2 separate regions of the Oryzias latipes genome follow, and region 2 is linked to region 1. The links are chromatin contacts, called in public Hi-C maps. All regions are on one chromosome and are shown on one strand. The core of a region is the stretch at or near the end of the contact, and the rest is flanking DNA. Distances in the headings are between cores, read along the strand shown. Region 1 overlaps auts2 (autism susceptibility gene 2 protein). Region 2 overlaps auts2 (autism susceptibility gene 2 protein).

Evidence for each region. Hi-C and Micro-C count contacts between places; a contact is called where the count stands out from the background.
Region 2: a contact with region 1 is called in a Hi-C map of embryo, with 3 times the contacts expected there. The contact joins two enhancer-like sites. A contact is called at or near these places in 2 of 5 Hi-C or Micro-C datasets (both in embryo).

What each region holds. Positions count from the first base shown.
Region 1 is chr14:22,341,479-22,348,661 of ASM223467v1, reverse strand. The region is part of intron 4 of auts2 (autism susceptibility gene 2 protein); the gene reads right to left. Among protein-coding and RNA genes, the nearest start is that of auts2, 130 kb to the right of the region's middle. Within about 2 kb of position 3,276, at least 1 of the 8 cell types and tissues checked has an H3K27ac peak or open chromatin away from gene starts, as enhancers often do. A contact at or near this core is called in embryo, where this site is marked.
Region 2 is chr14:22,532,850-22,540,032 of ASM223467v1, reverse strand. All of the region lies in intron 7 of auts2 (autism susceptibility gene 2 protein), which reads right to left. Among protein-coding and RNA genes, the nearest start is that of cxadr, 83 kb to the left of the region's middle. Within about 2 kb of position 4,757, at least 1 of the 8 cell types and tissues checked has an H3K27ac peak or open chromatin away from gene starts, as enhancers often do. A contact at or near this core is called in embryo, where this site is marked.

The DNA of each region.
Region 1 (7,183 bases), core at 2,027-4,526:
TTCATTTTAAACGGTTTGATTCTCTGACCTAAAATGGATCCAGGACATCTTTAGCCAAATCTTCAACCAGTGTGACTCAGAGAGAAATACCTAGTACTGGACAGTTCAGGTGAAGTTTTCCAGATTCCTTGGATTTCTTCAAGATAATCAAGTGTAAATGAAATATGTGTCCAACATAACAAGTAAACAATAATGAATGTTAAATCCATTCACATTTTAGTTTTCTAAAGTTCAGTCCACTGTTGTTTTCCCACATACAATAATCCAAAGGGAACATTCTTAGAACATTCCAGCACACTGTGTGGTCACATGACTTTCTAAATTCAAAGTGTTTCCACACATTGGACTGGAATTATGGTCATCAGCTGTGATGCACCTGGTTTTTTTTAATGTTATACTAAAATAAACCCACCATGTCTCAATCCCAATGGTCTTTTGGAATATCGATTATAATCAAATTATTTCATTTTGAAATTATTTATAATGGTATAGTTTGATTTGTCTCAATTAACAACTTCAATCAGACATATCGATCTGGTTGGATAAATCAATTCATTGATTAATCGTTACATACCTAACATGCATTTACATTCAACATTCAAAAAGTTTGATGGACAGATTCTCCCGAGCTCGCTATTAAGTGGTAGCGGTCCCCCTGCGCCCCCCTGCTCTCTGGCGTTGGGGGCCGCTGTGGCGGTCCAGCTGGCCCTGCCCTGGGTGGCGGATGTGGTCGCCCGGCAGGCGGTCATTCTCTATCTGCTGTACTGTGCGGGTGTTGGGGGGTCCCAGCTGCCACCGCTGCTGTGGTGGGGGACTGGTGGGGGGGCGGCTGGTTCTCTCCCTCTTTTTACATTCCATCATCCACCCCAGAAGAACATAAACACTCACACAAGCACAGGTGCTATCTCACCTTTGCACAAACAGTTTGCGTGACTGAATGAATTGTTTCACGTGTGTTAGTCTGAATGCATAAGTATGCGTGTGTGTACGTTAGTGGTAGTATGTCTATGTAGACTTGTTTGTGTGTGAACACTTTTGGAGCCAACAGGTGTGTTTGTAACGTTTGAGTGTGTGGACAGGCCCCGCACATTTTTGATTTTTTATGATCTTACCCTTGCTATTATAATCACCCCTCTACCCCCCCCCCCCCCCCCGTTATCTGTCATCCCTTTCTCTTCTTTCCTCCTTTTGTTTTCCATCCGGTCCGACAAAAAAATATTTACAAAGATAATTAAAATGAATAAAGTTTAGCTGAAATTACAAAAGGGGTTTATTTAAATATACATCTGGTGTATCATAAGATTCATAACCCCTGTTGTAAAAGTAAAATATGTCCAACACAAAAGGCTTTCAGCTCTCCTCTGTTTGCTTAGCTGTTGGACAGGACAAGTTAAAAAAATAAAAAATAAAAACAAACAAAAAGTGGTAGGGGTGTGGCCTTCCAACAAGCTCACACCTGATTGGTGAGAGTGGTTGCCATAGAAACTGTGACTCAGACTAAATCCGACCCATCACTGCTTACTGACATTGTCTGGCTCCAACATGGCAGCTTCTGTATCCTGAAAAAATAGCAACCGAAGTGTTTTCACTTGGTTGGAGCTAGAAATAAACCATTTTCTATGGGTGACATTCCATTCACTCGGTCCAGTTCTCATATACAGTCAATGGGTAAAGACTGACCTTAAAAAGAAGCAAAAGCTCTTTTTTCTGCAGGAAAATTAGCAACCTGTTGCCAAAACCCTGCAGCATCCAGCAGGACCATTGCTTGTAGAAGCACTGGAGGGGTCACTCGTGTATGAGGTACATTACAACACACGGGGGAGTCGTTACATGTCAGCCCAGTTCCACATCACTCGGCTTAAGGAGAAACATTTAGGTGCTTTAATGCTCTTATCTCTGTGGAGAATTACAGTCAGATTAAAATAACATGAAAAGTCTTTTTCCTTTTTTTTTTTAACAAAGCCTGTTTACAGCAGCAGAGTGATCTTGGCAGTGGAAAATAATTTCGCCATGACCCCCTTTGTAAGACACGGCCTTACTTTGTTTGTGTTTTAGTCTGGGTTTCCTCTAGCGAGTAATGGACTTCCTTCAGCTCATAAATCATATTGTAGACTTCTTTTGATTTTGTTCTCCTCCCCACTCCCCCTGGTTTCCTCTCGTCGGCGTGCTTTGGTTGGCATACCACATCTTTGTTCATGCAAATCTGTTTTCTGCAACAAAAAAGCAGCTGAACAATGCTGTCCTTCATTCGGCTGCGCTTGGAGAGGCACTTTTACAGCAGCTAAGGGCCACAAATGTCAACCACAGGAAGGCTATTATGAGAGTACTTCCTGACTGTTATCAATCCACTCCGTGGGCCCAGGGAATGGTTAAAAGCCACCATGAAATAGGGCACAGTTACAGTTTTCTCCTGGGTCACAGTCGGGGTTGCTAACCTTGCTATTAAAGGACCCGACGAGCTTTGTCAATGCAATCTGCTGAATGCCTTGAGTGACACAAGATCGATATTCTCCACTCTCCTGGGTCATCCCCAGTGACAGAAGCCCAAGTAATAATACAGCCCTCGCTGCCTCTCTAACTTAAATGCTTCCACCGCCACAATATCTTTTTTTGTCTTGCGGCGTGAGAGCAAAATTTTCTACACTGATCAAAAGGGGAGGATGTGAAAGTGCGGGGGGGGGGGGGGGGGGGCATGCTAGGCTGTGATGTGATGAGGCATTGCTGTGTGGCTCTGGTGAGGGTAGTGAGTGTGGGAGGCTGGAGGGAGGGAGGGGGGGGGGCTCTGATAAATCGAAAATGACTGGCTGCCGAGTTGTAATCTGCCAGCGTCGAGCCCCCTGTAGCAACAAGCCAAATGAAAAAGCATGCTGACAGGCCGGAGAGATGGAGGGCCTGCGGTAGATTGCGGTGGCGCAAAAGGGGAGAAGGAGGGGGGGGGGGGGACAGGCAGGAAACCGAGGAATTACAGGCAGACGTTTGTTCCACTGCATATGATGTCAAGGAGCTGATGTGTGGGCAAAGTGCATCGCAAGCTAAAAACATAAGAGCCCATTATAATTTCAAATAAGCTCAAAGGTAAACACACCACCCATCATGAGCTGTCAATTAGCTCTGCACTGAAAATGGGTTTTTAAGCCTTCTGATGACCGAGCCAGTGGAGACGCGTCATTTTTCTTGCATTACCTTTGCAGTCGGACAGAAGTGTACACGGCCACGCGCGCCCACAGCTGCCTGCTGTGGTGTCCTTCACCAGCAGGTGAATCCAGCTCTGACAGCTAAACCCAACACAAGAGCTCCACCTACTGCACGTGCCTCCTCTGTGCCCTGTCTGCCGCTGCAGCTCGGGGTACGCACCTCATTTCTGCCCGTTCCATTAAAGTCCAGAGCAACCTTTTTCACAAGGCATTATCGTCAGACTGAAGAAAAGCCAAGCCAGACAGGCGTAATAACGCTGCAGCAGTTTGGCCTCGTCTCTCCGCCTGCTACACCATCAACGGCAATGAGAGCTAAAAGCTAAGCCTCCCCCTCGCCTCTCAGGCATTACATGTTTAAGCTTCATGCTTTCTAAGCAGAGGCTTGCAGAAGCAGAGAAAGCAGACCTGCTGGCCTGAATACACAACAGCACTCCTCTGCAGAAACGCAAGGTCAATGCAGCTGCAGCGATGAGCCCAGACAAGAGGACCCGCAACATAATTGAGAACTCAATAAAGCTCTTGTGGGAAGTAATGTAAGATGCTGTGAACAAATCCCACCTACCCCAACCACAGAAGGCCCAGGGCAAACAATCTGTCTGCACAGCCATTCTTCTCCAGCAAAGAGTTTACTCATCTACATCAGATGAGCCGCATATATTTAGAAATCACTGGTGTCCCAGCGTGGGGCCTGATGAATTCACAAACAGCAGGAAAAGCCTTGGCGGAATTAGCTGCAGCTTCTTGTCTGGTTTTTTCCCCCCCTCCGCCTCACCACAGGCAGACATGCCCAGCAAGGCAGCATGGGCCTCCACTCAGTTTGAGCTGCATCTCCGCCTAACCTTCATTTTCATGGCTAACAGTCAGACCATCACGTAGAAAAGCCATCTCCCTCGCAGTATGGCTGCTGTGTCAGGCCAGCGTCGATTGGCTCTGCAAACCTCAAAAACCTTCGCTCCTGCTGGGCTTTTCAGGAAATCCTAGCTGATACGGAGCTGTTTGTCTCCCTTTTGTGCTTCCTGCTGCGTCATGCTGCGTCAAAAAGGAATTAAAAAACATCAAGAATAAAGACTTTTTTTTTTCTCCCCCTAAGGAAACACTGGAAATTATTTTTATAACCCTCAGTGTGAAAAAGGGGGTGAATGGCACACCAAAAAATTAAATCAAACTATCTAAAAGGCTGGCTCGGCAGGAGTGGGAGTCTGCCCCAGGCTTTGTGAATTTCTCTGAAAACCCAGTTCTCAGTCGGAGGTTCGTGACAGAAAACGTGAAGCATTTACTGGAACAAGACTCCTGTAATCACTTCAATCAGAGCAGCTCGGTATGACTGTTTCACTGGCTTCCTACTGCCGAAGCTTTAGCTTTCCTCTCCCTTGAATGGGGCTCGCTGTAAATGCACAAACAGGGAGGAAAGCCTCATTTCTGAGGAAGGCTGCCAGTGTCTGCAGCTCCTTTCAGAGCTGCAGTTAATGTAGGAAGGACAATAAAAGAAAAACACTGCAAACTATTTGATACACGTAAAGAGTCCAAACCTTTTTTTTGACATTTAAGATATCTTAGCAGGTTAGAGGTTGTTTAAAGGTATCTCTGCTCCACACCTTTCCTACTTTTTCTCTAAATTAGCAATCAAGACTTCTTGTTTTTAACATGTTTTGACATTTTTCTGGTGATAGAGGACTTATAGAAAGAAGAATTTAGCCCAAAATTGCATTTTTGTAATATTTCCTTATTCAAATTGTTGTGAATCGGGAGCAGATGGAAAAAATGCTGTTGGAAAAAGCTCATAGAAAATACGCTGTGTGGTCCACAGGCTTCCTGCTCCACTCCATTCTGATGCATCCACTTACAGAATAATAGATCCATGAACGTCTTTGTTTTCCTCGTCTGAGCTGGAATCTGAATCTAAACTGTACGGATGGATAGCTCTGATATTGCTCACCAGTTTTTGTTGCAACTGTAATGTCAGGTTGGGTGTGTGAGCGGCTGGAAGCTAGCGAGGGAGCATGTTAACAGATAGATGATGGGAAGTAGGGGCGGGCTTGCTATGCACCAAGAGTAATGGCCACAATTCAGGGATGAATTTGTAATGAACTCCTGCCGCTCCGCAGAAACTATGTCTTAGAAAACAACACCGTTTTTTTTTTATTTTTAGCTGAGCTAAAAATTATATAACCATAATTAAAACCACTGGGAAGACTTTTACATTAGACTAAATGATGATCAGAGTGGAACTCACAAGTTAGACTGGAACTCAGTGTGTGGATTTTTTAAAGATGCATCAAGATCTCTTTTTCATTTTGATCACATTTTGCTCTAAAATGAGTCATTTCTCCTTAATACACTAGTCTTTGGCACTGTTATTTAAATGAACTACAATAAGTGCAACAAAACTAAATAAACGAAAACTTACTTATTTTTGGGCTGTTTGACATTCAATTTAATGTAATTCTAACAGTTATTTCTTCAGCGTATTTTTCTTTTTTGAATGCTCGTGTGAAACTTCTTGTTTCTAGATTTTCTATCTGATTTCTTGTTCAGTAAAAATGATTTCCTGCGGGGACAGATCACTTTGCTACTATCTAATGATTTCCTTCTTAAGATTAGTGTCCTTTTCCTGTTTTTAAGCTACTTTTGTTTGCAGAAAAAGGGATCGTCCGTGTACCAGGTTTTATAAAATTTGAAAGTTGCTGCTGTTGGAGTGTTTCACTAATAAGATTCCAGTTTTTATGGGTCCACTGATGATCCGTTCCACTTGGTAGTAAGCTGGCCTGCCTCAGTGATAACAGTATTGTAGGCGTGATCCACATTTCTTGAGATAAACGTACCAAACTCAGAGAAGGACCGGAAGCAAAACCTAATGAAATCTGGGAGGCTGAGAACACCAGAAAGTTCTCTTCCCATCAACAGGAGTGATGTGTTTCTTCTGATCAAACAAAAGATGCGTCTTTAGGGCATTTTTCTGTGTTCACTCTTTTCTCTTCAATTATGCAACACTTTATTTCAGAGCAATGTTGGTTTGAAACTACAGAAACAAAACATCAAATTTGAGGCAACAATAGGATTAAACAAAAAAAAAGTCTGCCAGGAGCAGATGTAACATTCAAATAGCAAAGCATGAAGGTACGTGTAACATAAACGATAGAAAAGCTTTGAAAATGCAAATGAATGCACAGCAAAATTTCGTTACTTAAGAAGTAAAGAGGAGCAGAAAACACTGGAGGTTCTGGGAAAGAAATTAGCTTCCTCCCAGTCTCACAAGAGAGCACAACATGAGCCAAAGAACAAGGTTAAAGCAGGTATTGGCTGCTTGGTGAAAATGCTCTTCAAAGAGTGCCGTTTCCTCCACCACTGTGTTTCTCGGTTGTTTCCTCACCAGACGTCATTTACGAGCTGCAGCTCATGAAGGGACGCAGAGTTTTAGTACGATGAAATCAATGGAGCGCGGTCTCCTCACAGCTAATGTTAAAACTCCCCTGAGCTTTCTTTAAACACACGCGTAAATAATTCAGCAGAGCCTGAATGTGGGAGAGCACGCCGCCTCCTCAGGTGTCCAAACCCCACAGGAAAGAACAATGGCAGGCTCCAGACTGAGCTGCTTCATTTATGCTTGATAACATTGCCAGACATTAGTATCTCTGGCTCCAACCATTGCCTTCATTACAGTGCACCCTGTCAGCCCCCCTGTTGACCTGTGGGTGGTGCTACATGACAAGACATCAGAGGGAGGCAAAGTGGAAGGAGGCTGACACCACATATGATGGCAGAGGAGCATCTCCTCCTTTTGCCTTCTCTTTTTAGAGGTCAGCAAAAGGAGTGTATGCAGGTTATCTGTAAAAAAAAATGTATTCCCCAATGAATGATTGAATAAACTGCTAAAGAGCCACCATCATCACTTTTATTCTAACATAAAACAGGCAGGATGCTAAAGTTTTCACCACTCTTCTATACGGTTTCTAAGCAGAAGTTCCTCTTATACAAAACAAACAATCAAT
Region 2 (7,183 bases), core at 3,508-6,007, 190 kb before region 1:
CGGGGGGGTGGTGGCGAGTTAAATGTATGACTGGTAAAACAATGAAATGTGGGCTGTGAAACATGAAAGTGTGCAGGATGCAAAGGATCCATGAGCTGCTGCTAACAAACCAGGGTCCTGCTCTGTAGTCTTCTCTAATCTGCCCTGAGGTCTCATCAGGGCTTTATTTCTGAACTGCATATTTATGAGCAGCAGAGTGGGTGAGAAGGGGGAAACTAACCTCTTCTCTAGTGGGAGCAATTAAAGCTGTGCTTTCATCAGTCCTGATCAGAGTCTTTGTGCTCCTGCTCTCTCAGCTCTTCTGGGTTTTATAGGCTGTGTTTATATCATCCTGCTCTGACCCTACATGAGCGGACAGTCAGAAGGAAAAACTCTTTTACCCGACAGGGTGAAGCATCAAAGTAGCAATAAAGTGCAAGAACCTCAGCCTTAATGAAAGATGTGATAACATGTACACTATTGATGAAAGCAATAATAATGCTTATATACAATTTTACTTAAAAACTGTGCAAAAACAGGCTGCATTTATACCGTAAAGACTACTGCAGTGTTGTTGTTTGTCTGGATATGGAGGAGCATAGGATCCTCTGAAATTGCTCAGGTACATGGAAAGCAAGTGGAAGAAGGAGAAATGTTTAAGGACAAAGGATTGAAAACCGTACTGTATGTTACACCATTAAAGTGAATCATGGGGAAAGTGAGTCTTTGCATCCCTACTGCATACCAGTACGTTTACCTTGAAAGCGTCAAACACGTGTTGAGCTAAATTTAAGATGGATTTATTATTAATTTTATTGTATTACACCAAGCTTAGTATGAGACTTCTAAAAGGTTTTACTTGCTTATTAGCAAATTTCTGAATTTTTGGAACCTAAATATGTTGTGCTATACTATGGGGTCAAGATGACCATTGACGTGTTCTCCCTACCATGACAAAGGTGGATAAAGGTGGAAAGATTTCATGTAATCCATGGACACCAGTGAAGATCACAAATCATTGAAGAAAAAAGTTCAACGCACTGTCTTGGGGGGTCTAGATGACCCAACTCCCAATGTTAAAGTGCCTAGGATAGCACAAGGCTTATGAAAGCAAAACAAAATCAGCACATCAACAAGCAGTGACCATTTATTTATTGAAAAAAAAAAGAATTGTTAAACATGGTAGATCTTAAAACACAATTTTCTTGGCATAAGCTTGAATCTAATTAGACTTTCACTTGTTTTCATTTATTTTTAAGCCACCCAGAATGTTCCAAATTTTAGCTTTTAAGATTTAAAAAAGGTTATTTAAAAACAGGATCAACACTGATGCCTCCTGTCTTTGACTGAAAAGAATACTTCTGAATAAAAGCCTGAAAAAGTGAGAAGCATCAAACCTCTCATGGCAAGATGGCGCTAAAACTCCACCGCACTGGTACATACGATGTGGCCAAGCTTCCTCTGGCAATGTCACCCCAGCCGCAGGGACCGTCGGCTGACAGGGGTGTAATTGGCCTGAACGCATCAACAGAGCGCTGGGAATTGCTGCTTCTCCATAAGCGGTGTGCGCGTGTGTGTGTGTGTGTGTGTGTGTGTGAAGGGGCGTGCATGGCGCTTTGACCCTGTTAATGCTGTGCAGTTGGCAGGACAGCGGCTAGTGCTACACTGGATCAGTGGATGCCTGCAGCCAAGCGCCCAGAGTCCCTCCTGGGAGGAAGAGAGTGGTGCTTTCAACACCTCCACCTTCAGTTCACTGCGAGTAGCTGGTGGCGTCTTGACAGTCAAAATTTGACAAGGCGAGAATTATAAAAAAAACACATCCCGCTAAACTCAAGAAAATGGTGCCTAAAGAGGGGTCCTTGTTCACTCCTGACCCTCAGAAGGATTAAGTGGAGGGTTTTATTATTTTATTCTTACTTCTGTCAACTGAGCTCCATTCTATTACCTCCTCTACATTAATTACATATCGCAGAACACACACATTGCAGCTGCCCGCCATCCAAGCCCGGCTGTTAAAGCGCCTCATATCTGAGTGTGGCAGATGCAGGAAATCGGGGGTCTTTCCCTTTGATCTTTGGAATGGGGCCCATTTAAATGTTTGTGTTTGAGATGTAGACCTTTAATTTTGGCCAGATGAGTTCCAGGCTCTCTGGGTTTTGCGTGGCATGTCGGATACAGGAGTGTTTACACAGTCTCCCTCCAGCTCTCCCTGTGCTGAAAAATATGCATTAAGATGGATGGATTTACTTAGTCTCTAACCTCGGGGACTGGCCAGACAAACTCTCAATGACCTCTTTGTGTTACAGGAAAGAGAGGGCCGTCTGGAAGCTCTGCAGAGAGACTTTCAGCATCAAGTGGCCTGTTGACTGCTGCTTCTCTCACTGACAATATGGAAAATGGCGTATACTTATATAGCGCTTTTCTACCTTCCTTGAAGGCGCTTTACAGTCACAAACCCATTTACACATGCACACACATTCACACACTGATGTGTGTGCTGAACATTGGCGCCAACCAGGAACAATGTGGGGTTCAGTGTCTTAACCAAGAAAACGAATATGCAATCTTCCAATGAGAGGTCGACCGCCCAACCGCTGCACCACGGACGCCCCAATACAGTAGTTAGTCGCAAAAAATGACAGGAATTTCCTTAAGGATCCATAAGGATTTTAAACACTTTAAATCAGTTCAGGAAAGTAAAAGAAAAGTTGCTAAACAAAAAATTCACAATGAACACGTATTGTTCATACAAAGAATTAGCACCAAGATGAGGAGAACTGGTCTGAAGGGACTTTTGAGGCATTTCCAGAGGACTGAAGGTCTGATACAGCGTTATTCTGTCCTGCAAAGACCACATTGTTTTCAAATTCTTCCTTCTCACTGCACCTTTTAGTTCAAAAATTGACCCTGTCACAAACTCAGAAACTTACCAAATTTGAACACACCTTGTACCCGCTAAGAGTCCATTTTAGGCATAGTAAACAGCCACCCGTCAAAAAGAATAAATGGGGCCAAAAACTCTTGTGTTATTAAGTTGACATTTCTGAAACAAAACACACATGTTGGGGATGACCATAGAAAGTTTTGAAATTATTATGGGATGGCCACAGGACGGCTTCGCTGCCATTTTATGGCAAAGTGTGAAATTTGCACATTTTTGCACCAATTTGGGAAAAGGAAAATTTTGCTCGAGCAATCTTTACAAAATTACACCACTTAGTTAAGTCTACAAACACAACTAAAACTTCGTTAACCCTTGACTTCAGGGAGAGGCCGCCATCTTGAATTTTACAGGGGGGAAAAAAATCATCTTTGGTACCAGCTACAAATTTAAACTCCTCCTAGCAATTTTGACCTATTGCCTCCTAACTCCTGAAGCATTATTGGGAAGCTACTTTGGAAAAAAATGTTGGTTTTGAAGTTAGTAGATTTTTAACTGCGTTAGTGAGATGCGCTCGCAAAAGTGGCATTCCCCTGTTCCTTGATCATTTTTACTAGAATGTTGTAAAAAATAAAATACATAAATCCCTGGCTCAAGCTGAACAAAACAATATGACCTACAATATGGACATATTAGGAATATAGGCGTGTTTAACAAAAAAAACTCAGTTGCCAAGGAAATCCAAAGAAAGTGCTTTCGTTGATTCCTTTAAAAATTACACGGAGCTGTTCATTACCTCCAGGTAAATGAAACCCATACTGGTTGCTATGGAGATAAAAACAACAGAAAAGCTGCCACTTTGAAAAAAACGTTTGTTTCCTTTGATGAATTTGTCATGTACATCTCTGACCATGGAGGCAAATGCTGAAGGGGAGAGAGAGGGGCAGCCGATTAACCAGTAAAGGCGGGTCAAAAGGGGGCAACTAGTGCGGGGCCGGGTAGCACCCGTGGGCCATACAAGGCCACTCACGGCTATAGCTAGCAATTGTTCTTTGAGGAAGATTTAATAAAATGGAATTCAAGTCAAGCAATCAGATTGGAAAAAATGCTCCAACGCGGCTGATATCCAGCCTCAAGAACTGCAGTTGGAGCCACTATTCATAATGGTTTGAATGTTATTTCCACATTCCATGAGGGTCCACTGCTTTCAATATGACTGCAATAAATCAGAATTTGTTCAACCTTTGTCTGTCAGTACATGAGGTATACTGGAGCCTCTCATGCTAAACTAGTAGTCTGTGGTCTCAGCTCTGGGCTGCAGGAATGAATGATGGGAGCATGAGGTTTATGGAACGTCTTCATAGCAGAGGAGAGTGCACCAAATGCAGCAGAGCACAGCAAAACTGCTGGATTCATGTCCTATTTCTCGAAACACCTGTGGCCCTTAAATATCAAAGGAGTCGTTTTTGCCTGGAATCAAGTCAGAGCCAAAACGAGGTCCAGCTTCTCTGCCTGGGCCTCTCAGTAACCCTGGAGCCCGTGTTCTGGAGGCAGAGACCACCTCCACTTCAACTGCTTCTCATAAAGCAGAAAACGCTGGTAGCAGGCGGGTCACCCTTCCACTGTGCATCAGGTCAAGTTCCACCGGCAGCCCTGATTTTTTGACACACGAACCCACACAGACAGCTGAGGTCAGCAGGAGGGCAAAGCACGAGGCCCGGGGGCAGAAAACCAACACTGGAGCTGTGAGAGACCAGCCTCCTCTTTCCAGTCCACTGAATAAGTTAGGAAGCTGCCACGGCGATTTGTGGCGTGATTGCTGCTCTCTATATCACTTGAGATTACAGCAGGTGGCGGCCCACGGCCTGGAAGCACACATGGCTCTAACACCCGTCCTCCTCCCAGGAAACAGAGAGAATGAGGCAGAGAGCGAAAACAAGCGCTCTGCTCCCTCCCACACAGCAGTAATATGCTCACAGGCAATTTTGCTGCCAGCAGAGCTCTTTACGACAATCCAGGGAGCTCTTCTGCTCTGATATCTGCCACTAAAGCTCACCTTTGTGTCTCTCTTTCCACTATTTTTTTAAACAATGCCATCAGCGCTGCAAATTACACCTTCCACACAGCACATTATTCTCTCCCCCAGTGACAGACGTACTCCAGCCTGACACACTTCACTGGTGGCACTTTTCACGCCGCCGCCGTCAGCCCTGGGTCTCGCCGCAGCAGCGCTTCATTTTCACATTAACTCCGGGAAACCGTGGAGGAATCCGTCCTGAGAATCTGTGCACTTCACTTCCCCCCCACACTGAACTCCTGCTGCAGACGCAGCTGCAGGAGGCGTCTCAGGAGGGAATTGATTCTCCAATCTATCCACCAGATGAATTCTCCAGAAAAAAACCTCAAGGACTCCTCCGCTGCAGCGCGGGCTGAAAACCCCCACCATGAAGTCATATCTGGCTGAATGCTGCATAATGGGTTTCAGACAGAGACATGAACCTTACTTCATTAAAGCTGCAGCATTATTAATTGTGTAAAAAAAACGAGCGCTTTTTATTTTCCAAAGATCATTCATTCTAGTTTCACCCAGTCTGCAATCTGCTGCTGATAAATGGAACAGCAAAATGGTTTAAATGTCATCAAGTATTATCTTAATCTTCCTGCCAGGCTACAATCAGCAAACAACGCGGAGCCGGCTTTGCTGGCGCACTTCATTAAACGCCTCGGCCGAGCCCCACTGACAGAAACCGTGAAGGATGAGAACGTAACCAGGTGACATCCACGCCTCTGGACACAGCCGCTTTAATCATGTGATGGATCTGTCCGCGGGGCTCTGAGGTGACTTGAGGTGCCGGTTTGTCATCATCACTTTCTGCACTTGAGCCTGCTCCCTGAACTGCAGTCACAGCGCTAATAAGGCTTGGAAGCAGCTTCAGAGAAGCAGCCAGCAGATAGCTTCTGTCTGGCAGACAAAAAGAAAACAGGTCAGTGAGCTGACACCTGCAGCTTCCCTGACAACCAGAGTAATTAGTGTTAACATTTAACGACTCTTAGCTAATGAAATCTATTCCCGGACAGAGTGAGAGGGAAAGGGGGAGAGAAACCGAGAGGCAAAGACTTATGGGAACTTAAATCCGAACAAAGAGGGAAAAACACACCAGCAGGGGAAAATAATTAATAAAAGGTGTTGCTTTAAAACAAAAAAGGTCCCTAATATTGAACAACCACAGAAACACTAAAGCATCAGAAAATCTCAACTGTGCCTTTATTCCAACCAGATCCGTTTTTTTTTCCATACGTTTTGATTTCACTCATGAGAAATGAAAATGTAATCAATAATACATCAAAAACAAGACTTTTGGGTCTGATTTGGACGAAGAGGATTGTCTCCTCTGACATGTGGGCTGGACCATTAACATGGAGCTAACCCGTCCCCACTCCCCATCATCCATCTGTTTACGTGCTCTTCCCCCAGCTCACAGCCTCTCACACCCCAGGCGCGTACAGTTTAGATCCAGATTCCAGTTCAGACGAGGAAAACATGGATCTTCGTCTGGAAGTGGATGCATCGGAACGGAGCGGAGCAGGGAGCTTGTGGTCCGCCCAGTGCATTCTCTGCACCACAAACACAATCCTTTTCAAACTGCATTTTTTTCATCTGCATCCAGATACAAAATTATTTAAAAAAAGAAATAGTCATTTGCACACACACTAACACACCTGGTATAGCTTTAACTAGACAAGGACTCGGTCACATCTATTTAGCAGATTTTGCCGTCCTGAAGTTAAAAACATAAATACAAAGCCGCCAAGCCTTTCTGAATCTCAGTCTTCATCAAAACAGCAGAGGACTTTGCTCTCGGAGCACCTGGATTCTTTTACTGTGACATGCATTAGCATATGGCAGTAGAGGCTGGGGGGCGGAAGGTGGTAAAAGAAAAGAGAGTGTATTTAAATTGAAATAGGGGCCAAGAGACCGGTCTGCTGCTGCAGAGAGAAAGCATATTTTGTGCGCCGCTTCCCAAGTCGGGTCCTTTCATTGGAGGAAGATAGGGCGGCTCTGTGTTGGTTTAGGCTGCACAAAGGAGGCCTTGATCCTTTCAAGGGATCCAAATCAGTCGAAAGAGAAGCACGTTCAAAAGGAAACCTCTCTGTCAAGCATGGCTATTGAGCTCTCCACGGCGCACACCACAAATCAGGCCCTGGAGGAAATCAAAGCCCACAATGTGGGAAATGTAGATGGAGGTCTGAGCAGGGGAAAGTGCACGGACACGAGGAACCCCGGTGGGGGTGGGGGGGGGGTGGGAGTTACAAGAGGCTATC